2 separate regions of the Gossypium hirsutum genome follow, and region 1 is linked to region 2. The links are chromatin contacts, called in public Hi-C maps. All regions are on one chromosome and are shown on one strand. Each heading gives the region's core, a stretch centred on a gene start, on an enhancer-like site or on the middle of the called end of the contact. The rest is flanking DNA. Distances are from core to core; before and after follow the strand shown.

What was found. A called contact is a pair of places that touch in the nucleus more often than the background predicts.
Region 1: a contact with region 2 is called in a Hi-C map of anther, with 2.7 times the contacts expected there. The contact joins the promoter of LOC107887071 here to the promoter of LOC107887075 in region 2. A contact is called at or near these places in 3 of 34 Hi-C or Micro-C datasets (anther, hypocotyl and leaf).

The regions. Positions count from the first base shown.
Region 1 is chrA03:20,734,833-20,741,267 of Gossypium_hirsutum_v2.1, reverse strand. It overlaps LOC107887071, which reads right to left and starts at 2,358. Exons shown (of 1, transcript XM_016811200.2): 1 at 487-2,358. The coding sequence starts at 2,151. The coding sequence ends at 727.
Region 2 is chrA03:20,365,540-20,371,829 of Gossypium_hirsutum_v2.1, reverse strand. LOC107887075 (rhamnogalacturonan I rhamnosyltransferase 1) reads right to left here and starts at 1,310. Exons shown (of 8, transcript XM_016811205.2): 1 at 453-1,310. The coding sequence starts at 762.

The DNA of each region.
Region 1 (6,435 bases), core at 1,109-3,608, 370 kb before region 2:
CAAGATGGAATTCCCAATCAATAAAGGCCACAAATGCAAGATAAACTTGTTGCAACTTAATAAAGTAAACATATCAGGCATAAAGAGTGCATTACTGAAACCAACTTAAAAGATTCACTATACTTAAAAACCCGAAGAGTTACTACAACCAATAAAAACAATGATGTTCAAGCATTATAACGAGTTCTATAATCCCAACCCGTATTGTCTTTTGCGACTTCTTGATACCACACCACCGACATATTTTGTTTTCTCTCATTGAGTTATAAAAAACCCATTTTGATCATGTATGACAGACTAACTAAGAACAAGCCATGCAATTCTTCAGCTGATCACCTACAAAAATCATCCGATATACTCCAGCAAACTTGGTTCATGAACAATCATGTAAACTATGGTAATGGCTACAATAATAAGAAATAACACAAAATCCCGAATTCCTAAACAATCATGTATCTGAGGTAGTTAGGGTCGAATAAAACAGGATTGAAGCAAAATGATAATAGATAATTATTCCAACCAAAAGAACCCTGAAGGTATAATCAAGTCATTGAACATTCTTATACCACAAAAAGGATTAAAAGAACATATAGAATACTTATGAGGCTTGTGAAGAATGACAAGATCCTAAAAATCCATATTGACACTTCCCAAAAACAATATCTACATTCTTAACAACCTAATGCTAAACAAAGCTTCAAAATCACACCAGACCATACATTACCCTTAAAGTGCACGTCCAGCTCTTGTGGACCTTCTCCTTTCATAGTCAGCATCATCTGTTGGCAACTCATGACGACAAACAGGACAGGTATTCCTTATTCCCAGCCAAGGTATAATACAATCTCCATGATAGCGATGAGCACATGGCAGCTGCTTCATCTTTTCACCAAGGTTAACCTCATCCTTACAAACCGCACAAAGCGCATTGTTATTCACAACATCCTCCTGAGTTACGACCACACAAGGAAGATTCTCAACTACAGATTTTGAAGCTGGAGGCTTCCCGATAAATGCATTCTCATTCTCAGCAAACTGTCCGAAAAGCATCTCATATTCAGCAGTATCAATATAGTCATCACGATCAGCAAAAAATGGGTCAGTGTTCTCACCCATTTCGGGGGTTGTTTCCAAATTATTAGCATTCAACAGAACCTCCCACTCCAAAGTCTCCAACCCAGCTGCCCTCTCGAAACTAACCGCATCTTCAGGTGCTATCATAGGGGAAATGGAAAGTGAAACCGAATTCACATCATCATCACCATCAACAAACACGCTTAAAACATCCCTCTCATCAACCCTACCATCCACTTCCTCCCACTCAAAATCTTCAATGGTCTCCCGACGATCCTCCAACTGAAGCGAATCCCAGAAAAGTGGAATACTAACACTCACATCATCATCAGCACCAACATCATAACAATCGTTAACATGATCATCAATACCATAATCATCCCCAGAATTCAAATCAATTGCGAGCGTCCGGTTATCATTCTCATTCTCATCATCATCCTCCGAATCTGATCTAAACCCAACAATCCGCATGCTATCCCCAAACCTCTCAACGCCACTAAAATTAGAAGCGGCCTCACTAGCACTCAACCCTGAAACCCTCCTTTCCACAAAGAAATGGTCGTCCTCATATTCACCGCCACCAATATCAATCTCAACATCACTCGAATGAGTATCCATGGAATCAAACCCTAACGCCAACCCTAAATCCAGCTCATGATTTCCCTCAATAACACCGAAACCGGATTCGCTCAAAGCATCGGAAACCAAATCAGCCGCATCATTATTGCTAGTATTATTACCATTTCCGTTACCAGAATTGGAATTGTTATTGGGGGTAGTACCGGAACTAACCTGAGATTGTTCGACGCGTTGGTGGAAGAGATCGATGACGAAGTTGACTTGGTTCTCGCGGCGGTCGAAGAGATCGGGGCCGTTGACAATGAGGGAATCGGGGAGCGAAACGTCGTCGTCTGGGCGAGGGAGATCGGCGTCGGGGGAAGAGAAGAAGTGGAAATCACGAGACCAATAAGGGAGGGAATCGAGGGTGAGGGTTTGTTCGTGCTGGTGGTGATGATGGTTGTCCCGAACGAGTTCGTCTTCTGGGTCGTGAAGGTGAAGGAAAGTCACCGACGCCATGATTTTTTTTATTTTTTATTTTGTAAGTGAAGAGAACCAGAAAAATAAAATTAAACAAAAGGATTGAACTTAATATCTTACGTTTTCGGCATCATTCTAATGGCGAGAGAGGTAACGCTAAACGGGAATTGTTCTAGGTAAGGAAATTACATTATTGTCCTATAATCTATGCTTTTTACACAAACTTTTCATTAAGTCCGCTGTTACGGATCAAATGCCACGAATTTATTTCTAAAACACGGCTTTAAATAGTTTTCCCTTTTTTTTTAAAAAAGATTATGGGAAAGGAAATGAAGAAGACTACAACACTATGTTTGGTTGGAAGGAATAGCAATGTATTACAGCCTAATTCAGGGGGTCTATCTCAAATTATTATTTGGTTGGTTGTAATAAATTATTATAATTCTATTCCATATGACTTTATTCAATGTGAAAATCTAGAATACCATTCGATACTCTTCCCATCGAATGGTGATTCAGGGAACGGTTGAAGTAACAAATTAACCAACATTTTAATTTTACCCTCACCATCCTCTCTTCTTTCCCACCTTTGAATTTCTTTTCTTTTCTTTTTTTCCCATGCTTCTTCCCTCCTCCACGGTAATTATCAATAAATTTCTAACTTCATCTCTTTTTCCCTTAATTTAAACCCTTTCATTTAATTTTATTTCCTCCCAACCCTTTTTGTACTGTCGAGACCTTTTGTTTTTGAAATTGTCTTTTATTTGAAGAAAACGAAAATGGAGTCGCCATCAATCTTTTTTATAAGATGTGATCAGGTCACCTAGAAATATGATTATTTTAATAAAAGTTTAGATTTACTAAAACTATGATTTTTGGTCTACAAAATCCAGGAGGAGTCAGTTATGCATAAGGAAGAATTAACACCCTCGTAACACCCAAAATTGGTACCTAGTTGACTAATTGATCTCTTATTGTCGAGAATTGAAATTTTGAAAATAATTTAAAACACGATCCCTTTTTGATACATTACTTAACTAAATTAATTTTTACAAAAAGGGGCTTATTTCAAGTTAATCGAGAAGAAAGGATCATGTCCCGTAAGTTAGGACACAATGCCTTAGATCCTCGAGAATAAGAATGAACGCCATTTGATCATCACTTAAATCTTGTTTATTTTTATTTATTTTAGAGTAAATGTTCGGCTATCTTGGTTTTAGAAAGAAGTCATATTCCGTAAGTTAAGAACACGACTTTTCTAATTCCAAAATAATGAATATTACCTCGATTTTTAAAAATTCTTTTTTGTGCCTTGTGCAAAGACGAATTTAATACTTAAAATAATGTATATTTAGCTTATGCAGGCATAGTATATAAATGGGTAAATATATTTGAACATGGTTCGTGACATGATTGTAGCCATAATAAAATTAAATGGAAGTATAAAAAAATAAAATGATGGTATACTGAAATAAAAGTGTCGTGCTAGTAAATGACAATGCAACATCAATTTGTAGTAATAATGGCATGATAATCATACGCATAATAAAATATAAAAGTATAATGATAATAATAATAATAATAGTAATAATAATAACAATAACATGAACAATAAATGTGCAAGTAAAAAAACGTAAATAATCTAATTTTTGAAAGTATAAAAAAGTAATAAATAAACAAATAATAATGATAATAAAGCCAAAAGAAAAAAATGAAGAAAATAAAATAAAAAACGCACAATAAATACAAAAACAAATCAATTTTAAATATAAACAGAGGAAATAATAAGTAAATAAATAAATAAAATAAAAAATAATACATAAAAAATTTAGACAGGGCCGAAATTAAATAAATAATGATTAAATCGACATTGAAATGAAATTAAGAGTCTAAATTGTAATAAAATAAGTGCATAAATATAAGGACTAAATAGAAACTTAAGTAGAATTTTAGGGGGGAAATTGGGATAAAAATAAAAATAAGGCACTAAATCGTAACACACGAAATAAAAGAGGGACCAAATGCAAAAATATTCCCTGTCCCAAAACACGTCGTTCCTTAAGGGACCAAATTGAAACAAAATCAAAATCATAAGGTAGAAATTTTTAAAAAAATGATTGAAAAATAATTAAAAAAATCGAAGGTCTAAAGGCGCAATTAGACCCTCCTTTAAAAAAACACGCAGATCCTATTGGGTTAGGTTGGATCGGTTTCGACCCAAAACGACACCGTTTTGGGGTTTAAGGAAACATGCCAAAACGACACTGTTTCCTAACCCTATTTAAGTTAAAAAGTTTTCAAATTTTCATTTTTAAACTGTTTAAAAAAAACTGAAACCATTTTATTTTTTCTCTAAAATCGCCTAGGGTCTGGCCATCGGCGCCATCATGGACTGCCGCGGTGGCCACCAATCACCGACAATGGCTTCATTGTTCTCGGTGGCCGAAAAACCCTAAAAAACCTTTTTTTAGCCCCTCTCTTCGAATAGAACACAGATCCGGGGTTGTAACATCGAAAAGAGCCACCGTTCGACCAAAACCCAGAGGGACCGTTCAGTTTCTCGCTCTCTTTGACACAATTTCAGGTGAATCCCTAAGGATTCAACCGCCTTATATGGCAGTGAGGGTCACCGACTACGGCGGTGAAAGGTAGAACGACAGGTGCGTTTCTTTTTTATTTTATTATTTTATATATATATGCAATAACAAACTCGAAAATAGAAAAATAAAAAGATCGCCTTTTGAAGTTTTTTTTTATTTTTGTACTTCGACTGTTTTTCTTTTTTTTTGTATATTTTTTAGTAAAAAAATCATTACAATCTGGTTATGGCTTTTATAGCCATATGTTTCACTGCTCGTTACATTTTTTATTTTTTTCTCTACTATTCCTTGCATGTTCTTTGCCTTTTTTGCAGGTGATGATTGACGACAGTGGCAGAGCAGTTAGTGGTGGCAGGCTAGGGTGTGGCACTAGGTTTTTTTTCTGAAAACAGTTTAGGCTGTTGGGCTTGTAACTTTGGGTTAGGGTTTTTTTGTTTTGGGCTATTTAGGTAGTGTATTGGGCCTGACATGTAATTGGACTTTGGGATTGTTAATTTTTATTTTTTTTATTTTTGGTTGTTATTTAGGGCCCAGACAAAATTGGGCTTCTACAGCTGCCCCTCTTTGCTCATTGTTGTGTAACAAGAATAGAGCAAAGACTTTAAGAAAGACCAATTTTTTGTGGTCTTGCCGAATCTCGACTTCTTTAGTACTCCTCTTTTTCAAGTAGCTTCATTCTAACCCACTGTAACTTCAAAGTATCGCTTCAATCTACTGTACTGCAACTTTAGGGAGATGAGATTTGTATCTTTAATTTGCTCCACTACAACTTCAGAGAGATAAGACTTGTAACTTCAATCTACTCCACTACAACTTCAGAGAGATGAGAATCGTATCTTCAATCTGCTCCACTATAACTTCAAGGAGATAAGATTTGTAACTTTAATTTGCTCTACTGCAACTTTAGATATATAAGATTTGCTATCTTCAATCTGCTCCACTGCAACTTCAAGGAGATAAGATTTATAACTTGTAGCTTTAATCTGTTCCACTGCAACTTCAGGAAAATAAGATTCGCTATCTTCAATCTGCTCCACTGTAACTTCAGGGAGATGAGATTTGTAACTTCAATTTACTCCATTGCAACTTCAGAGAGATAAAGTTTGTAGCTTTAATCTGCTCTATTGCAACTTCAGAGATATAAGATTTGCTATCTTCAATCAGGTCCACTGCAACTTCAAGGAGATTAGATTTGTTATCTTCAATCTGCTCTACTGCAACTTTAGTGAGATGGGATTTGTAACTTCAATCTACTCCACTGCAACTTCAGGGAGATAAGGTTTGTAGCTTTAATCTGCTGTACTGCAACTTTAGAGAGATAAGATTTGCTATCTTCAATCTACTCCACTACAACTTCAAGGAGATAAGATTTGTAACTTACAGCTTTAATCTGTTCCATTGTAACTTCAGGGAAATAAGATTCGCTATCTTTAATTTGCTCCACTGTAACTTTAAAGAGATGAGACTGGTATCTGCAATCTACTCCAGTACAACTTGAGGGAGATAAGGTTTGTAGCTTTAATTTGCTCTACTATAACTTCAGAGAGATAAGATTTACTATCTTCAATCTGCTCCACTGCAACTTTAGGGAGATAAGATTTGTGATTTCACTGATCTGTTACGCTGTTCTCTAGGGAACATGACCTATAAAATCCATTTCATGGGCCTATATTTATGCTAGGCGATTAGGATGTTATGATCAGAATGAATCAAATGCTCCTAA
Region 2 (6,290 bases), core at 61-2,560:
TCCCTAAAACTGAAATGGAAAAAAAATGGAAGCAAAAGTAACAATATATTAAAATAAAAGTACAAATTTGAAATTTTCAAGAGATAAACGATCTCAAATTTCAAACAAACATATGCCACAACAAGAAAAGGATAGAATTCCACAAAACGAAGACATAAGATACGAACATTGGAACCAGTAAATTGATACAAGTTCAATCCGTATGACTATATAAAAGGAAAGCTTCAATGAAAGCGCATAGAAATCTCCAAGAAATCTATCATTGTGTACATTGATTTTCTTCTCCTCAAATAGGAATGCAGATAAGGATAAAAAGGATAAACCCATTCCTTCTTTTCCATTAAAGACAAGCTCAAAATTTTTCTCCGATTTAACCCCAAAAAAGGCCTAATAAAGAATAACTACATCAAAATCAGCAGAAATTTGAGTAAAAAAAAGGTGGAAAATCTTACTTTTGGGAGGAAGAACACGGGCAGGAACGGAGGGAACCTTATCTTCAACAACGGAAACGGAAGAATCCTGGTGAGAAAAACAGGAAGGCCAACCTTTAAGGAGATGCGGACCCCAAGTATCCCCCAAGGCCGTTAATTGTACGATGCAAGTCCAAAGCATCACCGATGTGGTGGCGCGTATCATCCACAGCTTCGTTCTCGAGCTCTTCAACTTCTCAACTCTCTCCCCTCCGCCGCCTCCTCCCCCTTTCGTTGCCCCCATTCTTATCCCTCTCATTTTCCCTTTCCCCTTCCCTTCAATACTGCACATTTCCAGCAATAACCCCGATTTCCACCCTCCTCATCTCCCCCCCGATACGCCACCGTCTTCTTCCTGTCAAATTCAATCAATGTAGGTCGATTTTCAGAAAATCTGCATCTAATTTAACAAAAACCTTTTCCTTTCTTTTCTTTCTATTTTCCGACAAATTTCGAGATCCGTTAACTTCCAAAACAACATCAACAACAACAAAATAATTCAAAATCAATCAAAGAGATCCAATTTTTTTCCTCCTCTTGCCAAATGAAACTCTTAACAACTCAACCAATTCCAATCGAATATTAAACAGTATTTTCCCGAAACAAAAAACAAAAAAATCCTTCTCTTCCTCGGCGATCTAATCACTTTTCCGTCGAAAATTGTCGTGGAATGGCCGTTGAAACTCCTGCCTGTCTTCAAGTATAAGCGAATCGAGAAAATATAGAGAAATCTGAATAGAGAAGGAAGAAAAAAATTAGAAATGAGAATATACTGCAGACTACAATGCGATCGAGAGAGAGAAAAAACGGGATGTGAGCCGTACACCGTTGGGCTTGGGTACACTTTTTTAACCATAGTTTTCTTGAATCTAAAAGGATTTGTTGACTAGTGTTAGCTGTCGACCACAGTCCATGGTTAACTCCTTTTTTACCAATAAATACCTGCCACCTCAGTTTATGTCTGAATGGGCCCAACATTTACCCTACGTGGCTGCTTTCAACTGGGTTTTATAAAACTACAGGTGTCCACGTCCCAGGAATGGGAGTTCATCCGTCGCCGTTAGATTTGTAATGGGCATTAATTCAGCTGCCGATACGCCGACAATATATCGCGAGAATTTCTGTAGGTGCGAATATACCGCGACAATTATCCTTAATTTGTTCAAAGATTTCTTTAAAAAAAGTAATTCATTTAATTAATATTTTCAGCATTTAATTCTTTTTCCATGAAACAAAATAATAAGAAATTTTGTTTGTAATTAACAGAAAAGAAAAGTAATTATTTTGACGCTATGTATTAATATTTCAATTAATAAAAACTCGAATTATCCTTTTCAAAATAATCAAACACCAACTATTATTTATTTAGTAAAGATAATATTACCAATGAGAGTGTAATCATGTATAAAACATATGACTGTCTTTTCTTACATTTTATTTTTATTTAGATACATCCACACATAATTTTAAACTCTCATCAATGATACTATTATCTATTAATAAAAATAGGTATTTGTAAAAGTTTTTTTTGGGTATATTTTTATATTTTTTAATTCTTTATTTCATTAATTAAAAGTTTATGTTATTTTTTTAATATTTTATTTGTTAATTATTAAAATAAAATATTTGAAATAATATTTTTTATTAGATTTTATTTTTAAATCATCAAGATCAATATTAAAAGCTTGTTTAGTAGTGCTTCAAAAAATATTTTTGACTCCAAAAATACTTTTAGAAGAAAAATTATGCTAAACAAACTGCTTTTGACTGAAATTTTTTACTTTTCAAAAATACTTTTGAAAAGCACTCCCAAAAGTATTTTTGGAACTTAATTACTTTTTCACCCCTCCAATAACATAGTACTTTCCTTTCTTCTTTTTTTCTTTGATACTTAATTACAAATGTGTTAAAATCATTAATTAAATATAACAAATCTAAAATAATACAAATGTGTTAATATCTAATTACAAATATTTAATGGTTATATTTAAATATTTAAAATATAGTTTATATATTCTAATTAAATTTTATAAATAATTAAATTTATTGCTTAAAAATATTTAAAATTTATATTTCATATATTAAAATATTAACAACAAGTTATAATAACTTTTTTTTATATTCTTACTAAATATAATAATATTAACTAATTTAAATATTATTTAAATGCATATTTGTTTATTGATAACAACATGTCTAAAATGAACATTTTATTTCTCAAAATTATTTTTTGACAGCAATGCTGAATACTCAAATCTTAAACCAAACTTTTCAAAAATACTTCTCAAAAGCACTTTTCTATTGTACTTTTCACAAGAATTACTAAACTAGCCCTAAGTGGTGTTGGAAACTTTGACTTGCCCTATCTCATTTTATGTTCTAACAACAATTAGAACAAACTAGTTTATAGCAGGTAAAGATTTTGTGTTGGCATATTTGTTTGTGTTAATTTTATTTAAGCCTTATATAAAATTGTTTTGTACAACAAATGGATTGGTAATTCATTGCAATAATAACTAGACCCATGTGTTGTGTTTTAGGCCTAGTTTAGGAATGCTTTTCAAAAGTGCTTTTGGAAAAAAAAACACTTCTAGGGAGAAGCTAAAATTTTCAACTTTTGGAAAAAAGTGCTTTTAGGCCAATTTTTGGCTTGGGAAAAGCACTTTTTCTCTTAAAAAACAACTTATTTAGGAATTTTTTTGTCCTAAGAAAGCACTTTTGAGAAGCATTCCTAAACTGGCCTTCTAGTTGAATGACTTCTTAAAGAATAAGAAGAGTTTGTGTTATTTTAAGGATTCTATCCTTATCCTGATCATATTATTTGAAGTTGTTGGAAGACTTGTTTGGCAGAGGCTGAGAAAGTGATGGAATTGCCGAAGGTCGAGAGAACAACACCGAAGGTTAGAAGAAATGGGTAAAAGGTCGGGTCAAAGCCAGAAGTTAAGTCAAGGCAATGGATATTAAATTAGGTTTTGGCTTGAAGGGGCTCAGGAGTAATGGGGTTGGTGGGATTCATTAAAGTTGTGGAGTTTGTTGAGTTGGTGGAGTTAGTTAAGTTTGTTAGGTTGAGGGGAGAATCAGTGTGGGAAGAAGCCATAGTTTGGTCCATGCTCACCGCACCAATTATTGATAAAGTGTATCAATAAGAGAGGACAGGAAGAAAAACTGGTAATGCAAATGAGGTCGGTTCACCTAAACAAGAAGAGAGCCGGAGAAGGATAAAAGGAGGAGAAATGTTGTTGCGAAGGTAAAGAAGATTAAATGTAAAGAGTAAATGCTTAAAATTGCTAATGACGAAGAAAATCTCTTTCTCATTGCTATGAAGGGTATTTTTAAGTGAGGTCCTCTTGTTTGGTAGTGGTGACGTGGCAGGTCGTAACCAATGAGTTGTCATCATAGAGTGTGTGAAGGACACATATGGTGGAGCCCATCCTATTATTCTTTTTGAGATAGTATAAGGTTGTTATTTAGGTAGACCCTAGTAGTTCCTAAAAGGAGCGTTCATACCTGGAGAAGTGTTCACACTTAAAAATGAGTGGCCTAGCCATAACAATGGGTGGCTTAATGTTGGAGGTAACTCATTTGGGAGGCAAAACAGACGGTGACGCTTCGAGAGGTGGAGAGTCATTTGCATATGTCTTTTTGGTGTTCCCTCAAAGTGTCACATGTTCAGCCTAGGTGAGGTATAATAATGTTCAATGTACTTTTGCAAATCTTATATGCTACCGTTATATCATTGTAACACCTCTAACTCGTCTCCGTTACCAGATTAGGGTTATGACGTATTACAACATATATCAAAATAATTATCATCATTAAACCATTCATTTATTAATTTAAATAACAACATTCAAATGTAAATTTCATTCATAGCATAATTACATTGACAGGGTCTTAAAAATAGTTTGGGAATAATCATGGACTAATTTGAAACAAAATAGAAAATTATAGAAAATTTTAAAAATTTAGGAAACAAGGGTCACACGACTGTGTGACAAAGCCTAGACCGTGTGGTTCAAGAACATGGCTGTATGGCCAAACTGTGTATAATTTGAAGTAAGGGTCACACAGCCGTGTCACAGCCCGTGTGCTCGCTCGTGTACAAATCGAAATAAGGTCACATGGTCATGTTTCAAACTGTGTAAGTATTCAAAATAAGGTTACACAGTGGTGTCTTCAGGCCGTGTAACAACCTAATACTGTGTGAAAAATCCTACACTTAAAATAAAAAAGACACACAGCCGTGTGAGAAGACCGTATGTGGCAGACAACCATGTGATAGCCAGTGTCCTAGGCTGTGTGCACCTTAAATAGCTTTCAAAACAAGGCAAAAACTTCATCCAAACTTAGGTACCAAGCCAAACAAAAAATAATCATTTCCATACCTTCAAAACATATTGAAACATGCTTAAAACATATCAAAACATTAGACCTAAGTGCCTAACCAATGTGTCCTCATTGACACCACAATTCAATTAACAAACCAAATATACATTTCATATCAAACTAATTTGCATTCAAAGTTCACAAGGCCATACATTAAACTCATGTCAAACTTACCATTTCATCCAATCCATTCACATTCAATCTTACCATATTTCAAACACTTTCATAAGGTCTATATCAAATAGCCAAAAAAATAACTTTACATGGACATTTACATACCCAAAGCCAAAGTCACATACACAAATAAGCTCAAACAACTTTATACTAACCTAAGATGCAACACATGGAATAATAATCCAAAACATATACACAACACACGTATTACATGCCATATAACCTAAAAGTGAACATGTTAATAACTACTGATAAGTATTTGGGTAGGGTGATCTTTAGGTTGATCCGATCACCCGATTCTGCAAAATGATATCTACAAAGAAATAGGAAAATGACACGAGTAAGCTTCTATAGAGCTTAGTAAGTTCAATGGTTAAAATGATAAAACTTATTGTGTAAACACATCAATTATAGTAACAAGATTAACAAACAATAAATCCTGTCAACCATAGTCATTCAACAGCTGAGTTTATACATATACTTATGAGTTGCATAATATGTTCAATCACATGAAAATCATTCAATATCAAGTCATGATAATATCAAAAAATCATGCAATCCATTATACAATTTAGTATCAAGTCAACTATCATTGAAAATTTGCTCGATGAATGATATGATAGATACGAGTATGTGGTTATCCACCCGAAACACGCCAGAAAGCTCAAACAAGCCAATCCAACCTAAAATAATCTTGGGCACCAAGTGCCAAGCCCGAAGGCTTTAATTCACCCCTAGTAACAAACTAGAATAACTGTAAATATAACACGATAGTCCGCAACAAATGTTGAACTTTTGTATATTTAGTGGATAATAACAAGTCAAGAATCATCATCTCATCACAAGTCAATCCCGTACAACGTGCAATATAAACTATTGGCATTCCAATTGTACTCTATCTTACGTTAATCTAAATCAAAACACATTATCATTTAATAACGTTCAAAATAATTATTTCATCAATTCACAACAGTTTATAACAAATCAATTATACCAAAAATATTTAACAAACAATTTCACAATCAATATATCATTTCAAATTATAATAAACTAAACCAAACAAACTTATCAAGGTTAGATTGCAAATATGGTAAAAGTTTAGGGACTAGTTAGTAACTTTCCCTTTTCCTCGATTATCTACTTGTTCTTGTTCTATAAATATTTTAGTTCAACTTATTAGCCTCAATTTCAATAATATTCAATTTAATGTATATGATTTCCTTTTTTCAAATTTTTCTCACATTTTCCTCAAACTTTTAA